Regions from separate parts of the Sus scrofa genome. Here region 2 is linked to region 1. Evidence: chromatin contacts called from public HiChIP or PLAC-seq data. All regions are on one chromosome and are shown on one strand. The core of a region is the stretch at or near the end of the contact, and the rest is flanking DNA. Distances in the headings are between cores, read along the strand shown.

Region 1 (3,235 bases), core at 440-2,939:
AAAGGATAATCAGCTGAGATGCCAGAACAAGAAGTTTCACCAAAAGTAGCCTTCAGGAAGCAGAGGATGGGATCTTTGCTTCCAGGTGGGAGCAGAAAGAATGAGAGCTTCAGCAAAGAAACAAGGAAAATCCTGATACTACCAGGTTCAGGAAGGATGGGGTCCCCCAGGTAGCCACCAGGCTACAAATCTTGTCTCTTTCCACATTCATTTAAAAAAATAAATAAATAAACCCTGCCGTGCTCTCTTCTTTTCCTTCCTCTTTTCTTTTTTCTTTTCTTTCCTTTTCTTCCCCTGCAAAGAGAGTACAAATCAGGGAATCTCAATTACCAAACAATGAATAACTCATAAACCACCAACCACAAACATTTTAAGAAAATCAAAACATAAAAGAAGAACAACTTTAATGTACCTTTTCTCTTTCTTTTTTTTTTAAAGAGAGAATTTACACCTGAGGAAAATTTTTTTTAAGTAATCAGGACATTAAAGTCAGCTTAATTAAAATAATCATAGGAATGAGGATGAATATTATATCATGAAATGAGAGCAGGCAGTTATGAAAAGAATTAACCATATGGAGGTCTCTGGTGGCCTAATGGGTGAAGGATCTGGCCTTATCTGTGCTGTGGCAAGATTACAACCATGGGCTGGGAACTTCCATGTGCTGTGAGGCATGGCCAAAAAGAAAAAAAAAAAAAAAAAAGGAATTAACCAGTGATCTTGGAGATACAAACAGCCACTGAAATAAAACTTTTCAAGATGTGGGCTCAGTAGCAGAATGGGCACTGCTAAAAACCAAACCAGAGAGCTGGAAACTAAGACCAGGAGCTCTCCCAGGACACAATACAAGGCATAAAGAGACAAAAGCTGGAGTTCCCGTCGTGGCGCAGTGGTTAACGAATCCGACTAGGAACCATGAGGTTGCGGGTTCGGTCCCTGCCCTTGCTCAGTGGGTTAAGGATCCGGCGTTGCCGTGAGCTGTGGTGTAGGTTGCAGACGCGGCTCGGATCCCGAGTTGCTGTGGCTCTGGCGTAGGCCGGTGGCTACAGCTCCGATTCGACCCCTAGCCTGGAAACCTCCATATGCCGCGGGAGCGGCCCAAGAAATAGCAACAACAACAACAACAACAGCAAAAGACAAAAAGACAAAAGGCAAAAAAAAAAAAAAAAAAAAAAAAAAGAGACAAAAGCTTTGAGTGACACGTAAAGAATTCTGAAGGACAGATCTAAAAGTTTTAGCACTGGTCCACAGACATCCCATCCATTTGGCTATCATCTTTCCTGCTCATCTTCATAACCTAAGCATCTCAAAGGTTGGGCTTTTCCCCAGTTTTGTTGGTTTGTGGCTCACAGTGGAGGTCTGGGCCCCGGCTTTCCCCCAGGGCTTCCCCTAACTAGCGCAAGTAATATTCTGAGCCTCAGACAGGCTCCCTAGGAAGTCCAGAACCCCCAGCAGCTTTAATGCAACCTGGTCCCCACCCTGCACCTCCCCAACCTACTCTTTGACACACGCTGAGTGCCAGTCTCAGGCGACGCTCCTGGACGATGAGTGACTCTAGAGGTCAGAGGACCAGTCCCTCGAGAAGTCTCCCGAGTATTGGGAAGCCGGGTAGGGAGAGAGAAGCATAGTTTTCACTTCTTGGTATCGCGGCCACGCCCCTTCGACCGACCACGCCCCTTTGAGTTGTAGAGCTACGCCCTCAGCGGCCGGCCTTGTGGGAGCTGTAGGGCTGAGCGGCCTCGCGGGAGAAGGCGGGAGGGTCGGCTGAGAAAAAACTGGGGGCTGCGCCTAAGTGAGGGGACTTTGGGTCTCCCCCGGCTTCCTGCTCCACCTCGGCCAGTGAGGCGGGGTATCCGGGGCGCCTTCCGATCCCGCCTGACGCCGCAGAAGGGCTCTCGCTCCTTGCTTAGAGGCTCTAAATACTGCATTTATTCTGCTCCGAACTTGCACAGCCCTGAGGGCCCAGGATTTGGCCTGAACTTTGCGAAAACAGAGCTTTCCTTTTTTTGATCTGTGAACAGAGGCTGCTTTCAGAAACCTGACACCCAGCACGGTCCACGTTTGCAGACACTAGGACCGAGACCTCCCTCCCTAAAGATGCCTTGTTCACACTTCTGCCCCGTGAAGCCACAACCTGTGAGCATGGAAGCAACCTGTGAACATGGATGGAAGATGCCCAGCTTTATTCAGTCTTCCTTTAGATATAATCCCTGAATGGACCCTGTTCAAATTTAGGTTGTGGTAAAATGCTCCAATCCCAAGTGACAATATTCTACTGATGTTGGCTGCTGGATTAAGAAAGAGCCCAGAAGTTTCTCCTGTGTCAGCCCAATAAATAGTTGATTTAAATCAGACTGTGGAGGAGGAAAAAACCACTTCTTTCTGCCCAACTAGGTTCTCCAGCTGGGGGCCTTGAAAATTAAACTGACATAAGGCATGAAAATGCATGGGAATTTCATAATGAAAATGAAAGGATGGCAGACAAGTGACTGAGGCTTGTATACCATCTTAGACTAAGCAAAGGAAAAAGTTTGGGACTTCTGGGAGAGTTGAGGCAAGTAAGAGGAAGTTGTGTGTGGGGGAGATGTGTGATCTATAAAGGTTGTCTTTTAATGTAAAGAGTCTCAGATGATAAGCGCTGTCTCTGGGGGTAGCTCAAAATTGAGTGCCAAGTAGGCATACGAGGGAGTGGCTAGTCTGGTACCCTTTAAGACATTGGTGAAAGACCTGGAAGGTTGTGTGGTAGCAGCACACAGAGAAGCTGTTCAGTATTAATGGCATTAAGGGTAGTGAATTTACAGAAAGCTCACATACCACATGGCTGGCCTTTCTTTTGGATTATCACAGGACCCTTCACTGTAAGTTTATAAGTTGGGTGTGATCCATTATACTGGCCCCCAACTCTGTTACTAAATATTAATGTTGAGCCTTAAACTAAGACAGTTTGACTTCAGAGCCCAAGGCTGTTACCACTCACCTACCACATATCTGGGCTGTTTCAGCTCTGCTGAAAAGAACTGTGTGACCTCAGGCCAGCTGTTCATCTCTTGGCCTCCTTTGCTCATCTGTATCTGCACACAGATATGGGAAGTTGTGGTAAAAACCATTCTGATTCTGAGACATGGGACTACCGAGCACCCACTATGGCTAAGACACTTGCTGACACAAGAGGTGTCTGCAATGTTCTGGGCAAACGGGTCAGAAAAAAAAGAATTTTCCAGCATAGTGAGGTGAT
Region 2 (3,235 bases), core at 427-2,926, 180 kb before region 1:
GCTCAAGGCAACGCCAGATCCTTAACCCCATTGAGCATGGCCAGGGATCAAACCCGCAACCTCATGGTTCCTAGTCGTATTTGCTTCCGCTGTGCCATGACAGGAACTCCTGGTTTTGGTTTTTAGAGCCAGGCCCTGTGTCACCTGGAGGATGCAAGGGTGCACCAGCCGCTGATGAAGGCATCTCTGCCCAGAAGTGGGGGCCAGTCAGCACCGACCCCAGCTCTCAGCCATGCCTGGGGTGGGATGGACACGCCCTCCTGGCCTGCTCCTTGAAGGTGTGTCTGCTGAGCTGCAGCAGCCACGGCCCTGCCTGAGAGGCTGACCCTGAGGAGATGGAGAAGATGCCTGTCTGGAGTCTCACCTTCCCCCCACCCCCCGCCCCGCCCCGTCCCTCTGTGCCGGCCCCACCTCTGCCAGCCCAGGGCTTGGACGACTCCTCCGCTCACCTTGTTGTGCTTAAGGTAATGGAGATGGTTCCAACATTTGCAGCTCAGAGGATCCTGACAAATAGTCTCTAAAGAGTAAGATCTTCACTCAGTGGTACCTGGTCCATGGCTGCTGGCTCTCTCTCCCTGCGGCCCCCATGGTTTGGGGTGTGTTCCAGAGGCCCAGGACCTCTCTCACCCCTGGGGGCCCCAGACAGTCTCCCACCAGAGCCACCACTGTCCCCAAGCCTCCCCGCCAGTGACACAGCTCAGATTCTCTACCAGAGGTTGCGCCTCCCTCTGCCTGGGCTCCCCCTGTCAGATGTCCCCATGTCTGGGGCTCCTCGAGACCCAGGTCTCTGTCATGTTGCATCAGCATCTCTGGGGACATCCGTGGTCTGTCCCTCACTCCCTGAGTTGAGTTCGGTCATGTTCACAGGTGGCAGCATCGAGATATCCTCACAGCCTCTATTGCAGCATCACGTGGGATCCCGACCCAGACCGAATCCAGAACAGCACTGTGGTTAAACCCCTCTGCAGGGCGGTCACTGAAGCAGCTTTATCGAAGTGGAACAGAGCTGGTGCCCTGGGCTTGCCACCCTCACTGAGCTGACCAGAGGGCAGTGCCTGGCTGCACATCAAAGGACAGGCGGACGTGATGGGTCATAAAGCCACCAGCTCCAAAGGCCACCGCTGGGGCCACAGAGCCCATGGAATGGGCTGTCGTGGTCTCACCCTGAGCCAGTGGGGGTGGGTCATCCCCGTGATCTCTGGGCAGCAATGCGTGTGGCTCAGGGCTAAATATGGGACTTCCCCGGCTGGCTCTGCCCTAGGTGTGCTGTGCACCTTTAGGGAAGGCCCCTAGCCTCTCTGAACCTTGCATCACTCATTAGAACAATGTTATCTGTTAATGGGGGATGGGCTTAGGAATGAATGAAATACTAGGCATGAAAGTGTTTTATTCAAACATCTTTAAAATGATTGTGGTTGTTGGTTTGCTTGTCTGGTTTTCCTTCAGTCTATTTCCATCCTTGGCCCTCCCCACCCCCACCGCCTCATGTTCTGACCTCCTGGGGATGATCCTTAACCTGCCTGCTGTCTGTGCTCATGGCCAACACACCCTGTAATAGCTGTGCTCTCCATTTAGCTGTTGGCCAAGCTTTTCTCCTGCTGTTCACACTCCTAGTTTCTGCTGGTCTCTTGAGCCTCCCTAAGTCGATACATTCACTTCTCCTTCCGTTTTAACCTCGTGACCCTCAGTCCCGGAGCTGGGGAATGACACAGCTCCCAAGTGTCTGCTCATGTCAGGGCCACCTGCAGCTGAGTCACGTTTGTTGTAACAGGGAACCAGATAAGAGGAGATGGACAGGCTAGCACAACCCCTTCACCACTGATATGAAGACAGCTCCCAGGCCACTATACCCATTGGGGAATCGTCAGCATGGGCGCCTATTGCCACTCCCAATGGCTGGGCTCTTCCAGATCCAGGGCTAAGAGCTCCTGTGCATTATTTTATTTTGGGTTCACACTAGCCCTAGGAGGGTGATCACTTAGTGTGGACAGGAAGAGCCATCCCTATCCGCAAGGCTATATCTAAATCAGTGAGACACAGGAGTTCCCATTGTGGCTCAGTAGAAACAAACCCGAATAGCATCCATGAGGACTCAGGTTTGACCCCTGATCTTAGTGGGTTAAGGATCTGCTGTTGCTGTGAGCTGCGGTGTAAGTCTCAGATGTGGCTCGGATCTGGCATTGCTATGAATGTAGTGTAGGCTGGCAGCTGCAGCTCTGATTTGACCCTTAGCCTGGGAACTTCCATATGCCACAGGTGCAGCCCTAAAAAGGCAAAAACAAACAAAAAAACCCCAAAAAACTAAATCAATGAGGCACAGCCCTTATCCACCCCAGATGGAGCCCAGACCGACCCATCCCTTGCCCCAGCAGCTGAGCACCGGGCATGCAGTGACCTGCCTCCTGCTCTGGGGCCCCATGTCTCCAGCTCGCTGCTGGGAGAGGGTTCAGGCTGCATGCCCTGAGCGGGTTGGGGGGCTCTGACTGCCCTGCCATGGGCATCACAGCTTGATTGTCGAGCTTGCAAAGCAGAAGGCTGGCAGTGCTCCTGAGGCCCAGACTTGCTGAGTCAGCACTTGTTGGTCAGGCCAAGGCTGCTGTGGCCACGGTGTGGCTTTGTGCTCTTGTTGTGGGCAAAGGGGAATAGATGTTCACCTACCCACAGGCTCCCTCAAGCTGCATCTCAGCACCTATGACTTTCCTTCTCCCCAGCTCACCTGAGCCCCTTTCCTGGGCTTTCCCCTTCCTTCCTTTTATTGGTGCTACAATGAACTGAATAGTGTCCCCCCAAATTCAAAGTGGAGGTCCTACCCCTCAGTGTGTGTGCTAGTACTTGGTGGTGGGGCCTTTGGGAGATAATCCAGTTTGTTTGTTTATTTATTTATTCATTGTCTTTTTAGGGCTGCAGGATGTGGAGGTTCCCAGGTTAGGGGCCTAATCAGAGCTGTAGCCAATGGCCTACACCAGAGCCACAGCAACGCTGGATCCTTAAGCCACTGAGGGAGGCCAGTGATGGAACCCACAACCTCATGGTTCCTAGTAGGATTTGTTAACCACTGAGCCACGATGGGAACTCCATATTTTTATTTATTTATTTGTTTGTTTATTTTCCCTTTTAGAGCTGCACCCTTGGTGTGTGGAAGTTCCGAGGTTAGGGGTTGAATTGGAGCTGCAGCTGCAGGCCTATGCCACAGCCACAGCAACGTGGTATCAGAGCCATGTCTGTGACCTATGCC

The links. HiChIP or PLAC-seq counts read pairs in DNA pulled down with a chosen protein or histone mark.
Region 2: a contact with region 1 is called in an H3K27ac HiChIP or PLAC-seq map of alveolar macrophages. The contact joins two enhancer-like sites. A contact is called at or near these places in 1 of 5 promoter capture datasets (fetal liver), 15 of 47 Hi-C or Micro-C datasets (blood, embryonic fibroblasts, epiblast stem cells and 8 more) and 2 of 2 datasets of contacts at active chromatin or transcription factors (alveolar macrophages and skeletal muscle).

The regions. Positions count from the first base shown.
Region 1 is chr14:55,010,200-55,013,434 of Sscrofa11.1, reverse strand. No RefSeq gene overlaps it. Among named protein-coding and RNA genes, the nearest start is that of EDARADD, 21 kb to the right of the region's middle. Within about 2 kb of position 1,689, at least 33 of the 83 cell types and tissues checked have an H3K27ac peak or open chromatin away from gene starts, as enhancers often do. A contact at or near this core is called in alveolar macrophages and retroperitoneal adipose tissue, where this site is marked.
Region 2 is chr14:55,193,157-55,196,391 of Sscrofa11.1, reverse strand. No RefSeq gene overlaps it. Among named protein-coding and RNA genes, the nearest start is that of GPR137B, 13 kb to the right of the region's middle. Within about 2 kb of position 1,676, at least 7 of the 83 cell types and tissues checked have an H3K27ac peak or open chromatin away from gene starts, as enhancers often do. A contact at or near this core is called in alveolar macrophages and retroperitoneal adipose tissue, where this site is marked.